Regions from separate parts of the Hordeum vulgare genome. Here region 2 is linked to region 1. The links are chromatin contacts, called in public Hi-C maps. All regions are on one chromosome and are shown on one strand. The core of a region is the stretch at or near the end of the contact, and the rest is flanking DNA. Distances in the headings are between cores, read along the strand shown.

The links. A called contact is a pair of places that touch in the nucleus more often than the background predicts.
Region 2: a Hi-C map of leaf shows a contact between it and region 1, with 5 times the contacts expected there. The contact joins the enhancer-like site here to the promoter of LOC123399992 in region 1. A contact is called at or near these places in 1 of 6 Hi-C or Micro-C datasets (leaf) and 1 of 1 datasets of contacts at active chromatin or transcription factors (embryo).

The regions. Positions count from the first base shown.
Region 1 is chr5H:494,971,908-494,976,673 of MorexV3_pseudomolecules_assembly, forward strand. LOC123399992 (flap endonuclease GEN-like 1) reads left to right here and starts at 3,430. Exons shown (of 8, transcript XM_045094382.1): 1 at 3,430-3,741; 2 at 4,041-4,238; 3 at 4,504-4,674. The coding sequence starts at 3,538. LOC123399991 (SPX domain-containing membrane protein OsI_32082-like) reads right to left here and starts at 2,367. Exons shown (of 6, transcript XM_045094380.1): 1 at 2,260-2,367; 2 at 2,083-2,154; 3 at 1,857-1,977; 4 at 1,459-1,770; 5 at 1,231-1,338; 6 at 1-1,125. The coding sequence starts at 2,135.
Region 2 is chr5H:495,731,589-495,736,509 of MorexV3_pseudomolecules_assembly, forward strand. No RefSeq gene overlaps it. Among protein-coding and RNA genes, the nearest start is that of LOC123398324, 23 kb to the left of the region's middle. Within about 2 kb of position 1,538, at least 1 of the 3 cell types and tissues checked has open chromatin away from gene starts, as enhancers often do. A contact at or near this core is called in leaf, where this site is marked.

The DNA.
Region 1 (4,766 bases), core at 2,180-4,679:
CACCAGGATCTGCCGGTCCTCGAACATGTTGCTGATGTAGGTGCCCACCACCGCGTTGATGGGGAGCACCGTCAGCCCCAGCGCCGCCAGGAACACCGCCACCGTGCTCGTGTTCCACCCGAAGTAGTAGCTCGTCACCACGCTCGACTCCGACAGCAGGATCTCCATCGAGAACTTGAGCATGAAGTAGATCAGCAGCTGCACCTTCACCGACGGCGTCAGCAGCCCGTACGCCTCGGCGATCGACGGCGCCGCCGCCGGGGCCGGCGTCTCCTCCTCCTCGCTTTCGCCCTCAGCGTCCTGCTTCAGCAGGTATTCACCCGCAAGCCCTTGCTTCCGGTATCCTAAGCTAGAGGAGCCACGAGAGGATCCCTGGCGGTGACCTTCATCGCCGGCGTCGCCGAGAACCGGCTCCTTGAACGAGATCCACAGCCAGAGCAGGTACGCGAGCCAGCCGAAGGCCATGACCCAGCCAGGCAAGGTGTCCTGGTTGATGGTGACCGCGTACAGCCTGAAGTTGACCTGGAGCAGGCCGGCGATCGCCGGGCCGCAGGCCATGCCGAGGGCGCTGGCGCTGACGAACGCCGCGGACGCCTGCATCCGGATCCTCTGCGGGACGCAGTCGCTGATGTACCTCCGGTTGACGGCCCTCGCCGACCCCATCCCGCACAGCACGCGGCCGGCGAGGAGGATGGCGAGGGAGTCCAAGTCGTAGGCCAGCGCGTACATGACGTTGCCGAGGAGGAGCACGACGCTGCTGAAGAGCAGCGGGCGGAAGTAGGAGCGGTTGGACCAGGCGCTGAAGTAGACCGAGGAGAAGAGCTGCGCCACGGCCATGGAGCCGATTATGACGCCGCACACCGTGGCTGCGGCTCCGAGGCTGGTGGCGTAGTCGTCGGCCGTGGGGACGACGATGTACGTGTTCACCATGTAGAGGAAGGTGTTGGCCAGGTTGAGCACCAGGGAGATGAAGTGGTACTTGTCCTCCGACACCTGCTGCTCCTCCGGTGAGTCGTCGGCGATGCTCCCCTGCGCGATCAGCGCGTGCTGCCCCAGGAACCGCAGGAAGTTGGTCGAGTTCGTCAGCTTGTCCGCCGTCGCCTTGATCATGTCGATTATAGGATCCTTCAGGTGCCACCACGTAGGGATCATTGTTAGCCACATAAGAACTGCGTAATCAAAACTCTTGTAGTTTTGTACTGTACTGACAAAAGAAGCACTCAAAGAAACCTTCGGAATGGCCAGTGGGTGCTGATCATAGATGTTCAGATAACTTCCTTCGCGCTCCTCGAGATCGCCGAGATTGCGCGACAATGCCCCCACAACAGCTCCAATACCCTACACATAGTTCAAGGCTCTAAACCTCAAATGCTCAAATGGAAACAATTTTGAATTTCAAGTTCACATTTTTGAATTTTGAAAGCAGCACCACTGAAAGGTGTTGGCCAATTAACTCACCACATGCTTGAAAACCTGCTGGAGCTGAGAATAGGGATGATTCGATCTGCTCCTGACATAATAATCCGTGAACTTATACCCGAGACGCTCGTCGAACTTCTTCAGGATCTTCCGGACCGCGTTGGCGTTGAGATCGACGAACTTCAGAAGCCTCACAAGATCATGGCCAACTGCCCTGTAGTCCTCCCTCAGTTCAGTTATCTCCTGAAGAAGTGGAATGTCCTCAAGTACCGCCCTTCGCTTCCCTAGCTCTTCTAGCCGCGCCGCGATCAGCCCTTGCTGTTCTATCATGAACAGCACTATCTTCTCAATCTGAAACAAAGGGGAACAACATGAGATAATCTAAAATGAGAGATTTAAGCTGCGCGAAGCCGATGGAATTATCGACAAGTTAGAACCTCATCGTCGAGCAACTTTGAGAAATCTTTGAGAACGCGTCTTCGGTCGTGATTGCCTTCCTTTGTCTGCTCCGTGTACACCTTCACTCTCGCCTTCAGCAATTTGTAGTTGAAGTAGTACCTGAAAGAAACAAGCAGACATGTGATGTTTCATCAGGACCAAAACAGAGTAGAACAACAGAGGAGACAATTCAAGTTGATCAGAAAATGAGGAAATTTCACATACTCCTCCCATCCTGGAACCTGGTCCGTTGTTAGTTTCTTGGAAAACTTCACCATTTTTGCTCAGATTGTATACCTACAAGGCGAGGAAATAATTTCCTGTCAGAAAGAGGAAATAACCAAAAATCAGATAAGAACTGAGTAACTTGGCAATAAGAACTGATTGTATAATCAGGTGAACCTTTCTCAGAATGGAGCTAGAAAACTAATGATCACTTCTTGGGCTCCTCCTTGAACGGATTCTTTGTGGTGAAAGTGGATGGGTGGTGTGCTACTATGTGCTCACTAATTCACTATATATAGCTTTCCACCGGGGAAGCATTCCGGCAGGCTGGATGAGCTGATTGATAAGATCCATGATACAAATAGGTGGAAATCAAGTCTGATACGTACAGCTGGGCAGGATAATTATATATGTATTTTTCACTATCATATCCATTAACTTCTCCATGGATTAAATCATACTCCCTCCGTTCCATAATATAAGTCTTTTTAGATATTTCACTAAAGGACTACATACGGATGTATATAGACATACTTTAGAGTGTAGATTCACTCATTTTGTTTTGTATGTAGTCCCTTAGTGAAATCGCTTAAAAGACTTATATTTAGGAACGGAGGGAGTAGTAGTGTTAGGTCCAGCCAACAATCACCTTGTCTGACTTTTGTGGTGATATTGTATGAAAGTATTCGGCCGAACCTTTCCCTGATCCTATTGAGAAATATTCGTCAAGCAACCGACCTAGCAAACACATTACATACCCGCAAAATAAAGTAAAATAAAATAAAATTAGGCACACATTTATTTTCATTTTCCTCTGGCCAAATACATAATGCCGAGGACCACTACTACATGGCTCATCATATCCACATACATCTAATTCCGTTTGTTTTACTTTTTGAGAGGCTCACAACTGTTTTCTTTTCTCGAACATTGGAGTTGACAATCATAGTTTAGTGCTTCAGGAAATGAAAGCAAACAAAAGTCAGTCCTTTGTTTTTTTGCAAGGGAGGAAAGAATTATAATAACAGCACAACCTACAGAGCATGATACAGTCAGGTGCATCTGTCAATTCAAAGATTAAAAAGAGATACAAAAAAGGATTTTATTTTTGTTGCGATTTATACATACAAGAATTCACGTTTTGCAATTAACCAGAAGGATCTATTCTTTTTTTAGTTGCTGATGATTTTTTTTGAGTAAAGTTGCTGATGAATTTGAGCAGTTCAGAAAAAAACATTTCAGTTCCTGGCGCAAACGCAACCGCTTCAGGTTTTTTAATCGAACGGCCGCAACCTGTCGTCTCGCGGCCCACTTGGCACTGGCACCGAGAGCCGACCCACCCAACGGCCCATTAGCCGCAGCGGCGAGACCCGCGATTCGCTGAGCCCGAGCGCCCTAGGCTAGAACCCCCGCCGTGTCCGGCGACGACGACGACGCCGGCGAAGAGGAGACGAGATGGGCGTGGGCGGCAGCTTCTGGGACCTCCTGAAGCCGTACGCGCGGCAGGAGGGTCCGGGGTACCTCCACGGCCGCCGCGTCGCCGTCGACCTCTCCTTCTGGATCGTCTCCCACAGCACCGCCATCCGGGCGCGCTCCCCGCACGCGCGCCGCCCCCACGTCCGCAACACCTTCTTCCGGACGCTCTCGCTCTTCGCCAAGGTCGGTTCGGTTTCCTCCCTCCCTCCCGCCTCTCCCTTCGGCCTCCCTCCCCCATCTCCTCTCTGGATTCTACTCGTAGTTCCTCGTCGATCTCTCCCGTCTGCTGATGCTCCCCGGCGATTGGTCTCCTGCATTGAGGTATTGGGACATCCTGCGTCCCGCAGTGGTCGTCCGGCGCTGTTCAAGCGCCAATCTTGGAGATGCGGCCGCGGCCCAATCTGTGTTGGGAATACTCCTTTGTGTTTGATTCCTCTGTTTTTTTGACTCACCGGTCGGATTTGTTTTCTGAACTGCTGCAGATGGGTGCTTTCCCGGTGTTCGTGGTGGACGGTGAGCCGTCGCCGCTCAAGTCGCAGGCCAGGGCTGCGCGCTTCTTCCGAGGCTCTGGGGTGGACCTGCCTGCTTCGTCGAGCGCCGAGGCGGAAGGGGAGGCCAGTGCCCCGGCGCCGGTGAAGGCGAGAAACGCTATCTTCACACGATGCGTTAAGGACTGCGTGGTCAGTGCCCATGTGTTTGCAAATGTTGTCTTCATCTTTTCAAGATTCAGAATTTAATTTTGGTTCAGAAAGCTTGACTGAAATGCAATGTATTAACACTAAAAGATGATCCTTTGTGTGTGTTTATAAGCCTTTGAGACATTTCGTTAGTAGTTCATGTAAGTTTCCAATCTATGTTTGCTGAGGCATTTCGGTGCTCTAGGATTACTATTGGAAACAGGTAAAGTTTCTATCTTTGACAGTATTCATTTTATGTGACGCATAGGAATTGCTTGAAAATCTTGGAATGCCAGTATTGTGGGCAAAGGGTGAAGCAGAAGCCCTTTGCGCTCAGTTGAACAATGAGGGTGAGGTGGATGCCTGCATTACTTCAGACAGTGATGCTTTTCTCTTTGGAGCCAAGACTGTCATAAAAGTGATGCGGTCGAATTGTAAGGTAGGCAGCCTGTTATACTTCTTAGTTCTTATACCATGAGATGAATGATTTGCTCCACTTCCCCTGTACCATGGTGCGATGATCCGGAATTT
Region 2 (4,921 bases), core at 288-2,787, 760 kb after region 1:
CAACCTCATAAATACTTGTTTTGTTTATTACAGTTCCAAGGTATGCAAAAGAAAGCAAAGAAAGCAACGTTTGCTACAGATTCTTGTATTTGTCTTTCTTAGAGATAAAACCACATAATCTAGCTGGGATATAAATTTATGACATTATTTTTTAGTTGTCGAACAAGGTTTCACAACAGTGGTAGCGATAGTTCAAACTTCAAACTTGCAATAGTTCTGTGTCAAATGAAATAAATACAATAAACGAGCATGCCAATCAAGGGTAGACTGTTAATGCTCAACTTTTTCAGTAGTGTTGCAGTAAACCTGATTATTGCCAGTTCAATAGATGTTATGTTTTCAACGAGGATTCAAGTTTCCTCTTCTATGTATGTAGATACTCATGAAATAAAATTTGATTGAATCTTTGGTGAAATGTATTTCTGTACTAATGCATAACTAAGTAATGATATCTAGCTTGAGCAGCTCAAGTACGGCGCACTGGATACGTGCTAGGTGTACTGACATCTTACACATAATTTGCATTTATTTCTGTTATCATTTTTGTTGTAGTACTCTCTGTCTTTCATCTTATACATAACGTTACTTGCTATATCAGCTACTTGTCCTGACCGGGAAGTTCTTTTTTTACTGTATGCAATATAGGTGGTTGCTGATTGGTGGACATTTCAATTTGCACCTTACATAATTCATGCAAGTGAGCAACACCATTTTTCATGTTGGTTTTGTTTTGGTAAGATTTTTCATGTATAAAACGGAATTGCCCGTCTACCACTTTCTTACATATAGCTTTCAGCCTGGTTGCTCTTTAACAAAAAGCCAACGATTTTTTTTGAAAAATATGAGTACCACATGTACGCGTTGCTGCTCCTATGATATTACTTAGTATATTGTTATTTGATATTGCAACTAATTTAATCCTTGTTAGGACTCTTGTTCCTATGAATGTGATGCCCCCCTTAAGCAATGGCTAAGTGCATTAGGCTGACATAATTCTTCTTTGTTTCTGAACGTTTGGCCCTTTGGTAGAAGCATGTGAAGATTTTTTTTATGCACCGTGTATACAATTTATTTATTATTGTCTATTGTCTTTACTTATTAGTTCTATTTTACAATCTAAATTGTTGTGTATGTTGTTACACCATGACAATTTGTATATGTAACCTTGCTTTTACAGAGTATATATGAGATTCCTTGGATTACCGAGTAATGTATTATTATGTTTAGGCAAATTCAATATATTTCATGTGATCATATATTTATCAAAATTAATACCATTTCATTCTATAAATAGACGGGTGCGGCAACGCGCGCCATCAGTGATCTAGTACGATACAATAGGTAGACGGAAGAGCGGGACTCCGAGATCACGGGACCACCGCATGAGACAGCGGCTGCACGCTGCCCCCTCGCCAGAGAAGGCGACATCTCGCATATAGCTAATTTACATGATGAAAACCCAGCGCTCCCATCGCTATACATAACCAGATTGATAGCTCTACCGAGCTAGGCCACATCCTCATAATGAAGTAGTGAACGTGCTTGTACCGCCTCCTTCTGCGCGTAAGCTATACCCATCGTACACCGGTTCCGGTTATGTTCATGCATGATACACCGCAGAATATATACGTACAAAACACCTTCTGTTCTGGTCCTTTTTTATCAACATTCAACAGTGATCCATCCATGTCCTCTATGCGTCGATTCCTTGTTCCTTTCTATTTGCTCAAAGATGCTCTTGCTTGACCGATCGAACGTGTGTGTCCTTTTCTTATTCCCTTTTTGTAAGCGCTGTTACTCGATCGATGGCAGACAGATTTTGTTGCCATAATATCTGATGCTATCAAGTGATCCAAGGTTTCCTCTTCATAAAAGTACATCGCAGTGTGCAGTGGCGAATCTAAAAAAAATGAAGGGGAGGCTGAGCTGCCTGTGAAGTGCAAATATGTATTAGGCCGAGCTGACAAATGATAGATTGGACTTTAAGACCAGCAGTAAAAATTATGTTGCTAGTGCTGAAGGGGGGGGGGGGGGGGGGGGCTTAAGCCTGTTAAAACCCCTCTAGTAAATTCGCCACTGGCGGTGTGCATCCATCTGTTCCTGTGCTAGCAGGTAATTTGCGTCCGAAAAGAACTCTCATGAACTTGCGAAGATTATCTAATCACAAGGATTAGATGGATGAAACACAAGGTTATCCATCCTGCGACGAGCACCGTCCATTTTATTTTTAACGTGTTGTAAGGACAGTGATGCTGAGCATCAGGACCGTGCAGATTTCAGTCTCACACACAAAGAATACGGAAAAGTGATATACTCCTATATTTTTAGGCAATGAGGACAAGAGTTTTTTCTTTTGAGAGTGAGTAATCCTGCATGCTTTATTTATCAAAAGTTGATCATAAAAGGGATACAAAACGAATCATGTGGTTGGTCAAATCTGGTGTGACGTCCCTTATCCAAGGAGTGGTTAATATTTGGCTGAGTAACGTGCCTCAACATTTGTGGCCGGGCCAACAAAACGAAAGTAACATTCCATAAAACCCGATTTCTTAGCCACGATCAACTTAATAACCACCACTTTGCATTGAGTCTAAAGCCACTATGATTTTATGCAGCAATAGATCGTCGGCTAGAAATAAAGCTTCATGGCAAGCTATAGCTTCAATTGTAGACGGGTTCCCAACCCAAAGAACAACGATGGCTGGAGATCAAAGGAGTATGCCATGCTCATCTCGACATACAACGGACCTCTACGAGTTTTCTTTTGCGGGCCTCCACGAGTTCATGCGTTAGAGCCCTATTGAAAAGCTACACTCGATATACCACTATTATCCACCGGATTGATCCTATTCCCCGCACGGGGCGACGTAGAGCGACCAAACGAGCACCAGCGCCGGTGGAAATGGGCCGGCCCGTTATTCTTGTTCTGCTTCTTTCCAAACTAATTATTTTAAAAAAGTATTACCCATTTTTCCTTTTCAAATCTGTAAGCTTTATTAAACAAATTGGCTGACAATCATGAGAAATTTTCAAATTCATGAACTAAAAATGGTAAAATATATTCAAATTCCTAATTTCTTTTGGAGTTTGAGAAAATGTTCAGATTCACGATCTTTGTCAAACATGCGAATATTTTCCAAATTCATGCGCATTTTTCAAACACGTGAATATTTTCAAAATTTGTGAAATTTTTTATAATTAGTAAAACAGTTCAAACTTGCAAACATTTCCTGAAATCTTCTAAACAAGGAAAAATCACTACTTTTTGTCAATTTCTGAACATTTTTTCCATTCTGGAAAGATTATTCAGATTCTGGAATAATTTTGCAATTCATGAAATTTTCTTAATATGGGGATTTTTTGAATCAGAATTAGAATGTACCATATTTTTGATACCAGTGAATAATTTCTGAATTTTTGAACGTGTTTTGAATTGATAAATAATTTTTGCAATTTGGGAACAATATTCTAAATTCATGAGCATTTTTTGAATTGGGAAACTTTTTTGTAATTTATAAAAATAAATAAATTTATGAACTTATATTTGAACTCATGATTTTTGTAAAAATTGGAATATTAGAAATACGTACTCAGTTTCTGAAATTCGTATTCGTTTTCCCGATTCTCCGTTTTAAAACTAAAGACAATTTACTAAAATTAAGGATAATTTTTAATTCGTTAACAATTGTTGAAATATTAAAGAATAAACTTAAACATATTTTATAGTCCATAACTTTTTTGAATCCCCAAACATGTTTTAAAGAATCAAAAAAAGAAAGAAAAAAGAAAATTCGAAAAAAGTAAAGAAAAAAGAACGAGTTCGCCCGCCCCACACATGACCGGCCTAGAGTTACGGAGTGGGGGCTGCGTGTCAGCTAGCGCCCGGTAAATAGGAGGTCCCCTTGCACCACGGCAAGGATAAAAACTAGGGACTGAACTTTTTTTTTAATCTTTTAGATGAACTAGGGACTGAATATGCAAGGGTACCTCGCAGCAATTGCTTGTCCACCAGCTCACTCGTTGTACTCTTGGGCCAGCCTATGTAGAAGTACATAGTACTCATTCCGTCTTTGGAAGGTTTATTCTGCTTTAGCAAACCTTACGTGTGGTTGCTTTTTTTTTTCTCCATGATTTTACCGGTTTGTTTATAGAAACTTTTTATTTTATGTTATTTTTTATTTAACTCTTTTTAGTTTAATTTTGATTTTTCTACGCTCATCCTTTTCTAAGATCATGATTTTTTAAAAATCCGTGGAAACTTTCAGATGGCAATGATATGCATCAATAATTGATCCTTAATAGGGATTAGCCAGGTCGCTGGCCATTAAATCTTTTCGGTTGCCGTCGGGTCAACGCAACAATCCCTCCCCTCCCACAACATCTTCCTCGCATCGTTCTTCCTCAAAACACAACACTCCACACCTACTTTAACATCACACATGTCGTCACCGCTACCTAGGTCGTCGGTCGTCGCTCACAATCGTATCTCGTCACGCCCCTTGGAACCCACCACAACACAACAGCAATGTGATGAGGGATTTGGAGCATGGGGTCATCATCGCACCATCGCTTGAGTATCGTCGGCGTTACAACGAGTGGGCTTGCAGCAGTGGCGGTTCCATTTATCGTGCAGTAAACTCCATCTTGCGGCCCCATCGTGGTTGCGAAACCATGGTATATGTTGCTTAATTCGCGGTGGTTCTCGTCGTCGTGCGATTTCCTCTGATTTGTGTGATCTCCGGACCCGTGCATACTCATACTTCAAACGTAGAATTCCGTAGGGTCACAATTGGCTCCTAACCGTCTAGGATGCGCTCATCATCCAAGATAACAAGCTTAAGAAAAGTCACTTAATAAGAAGTCCTTTAAATATCGTCAATCAAAGATTCTCCCAAGAATTCAAAATAACAATCTCTCACAA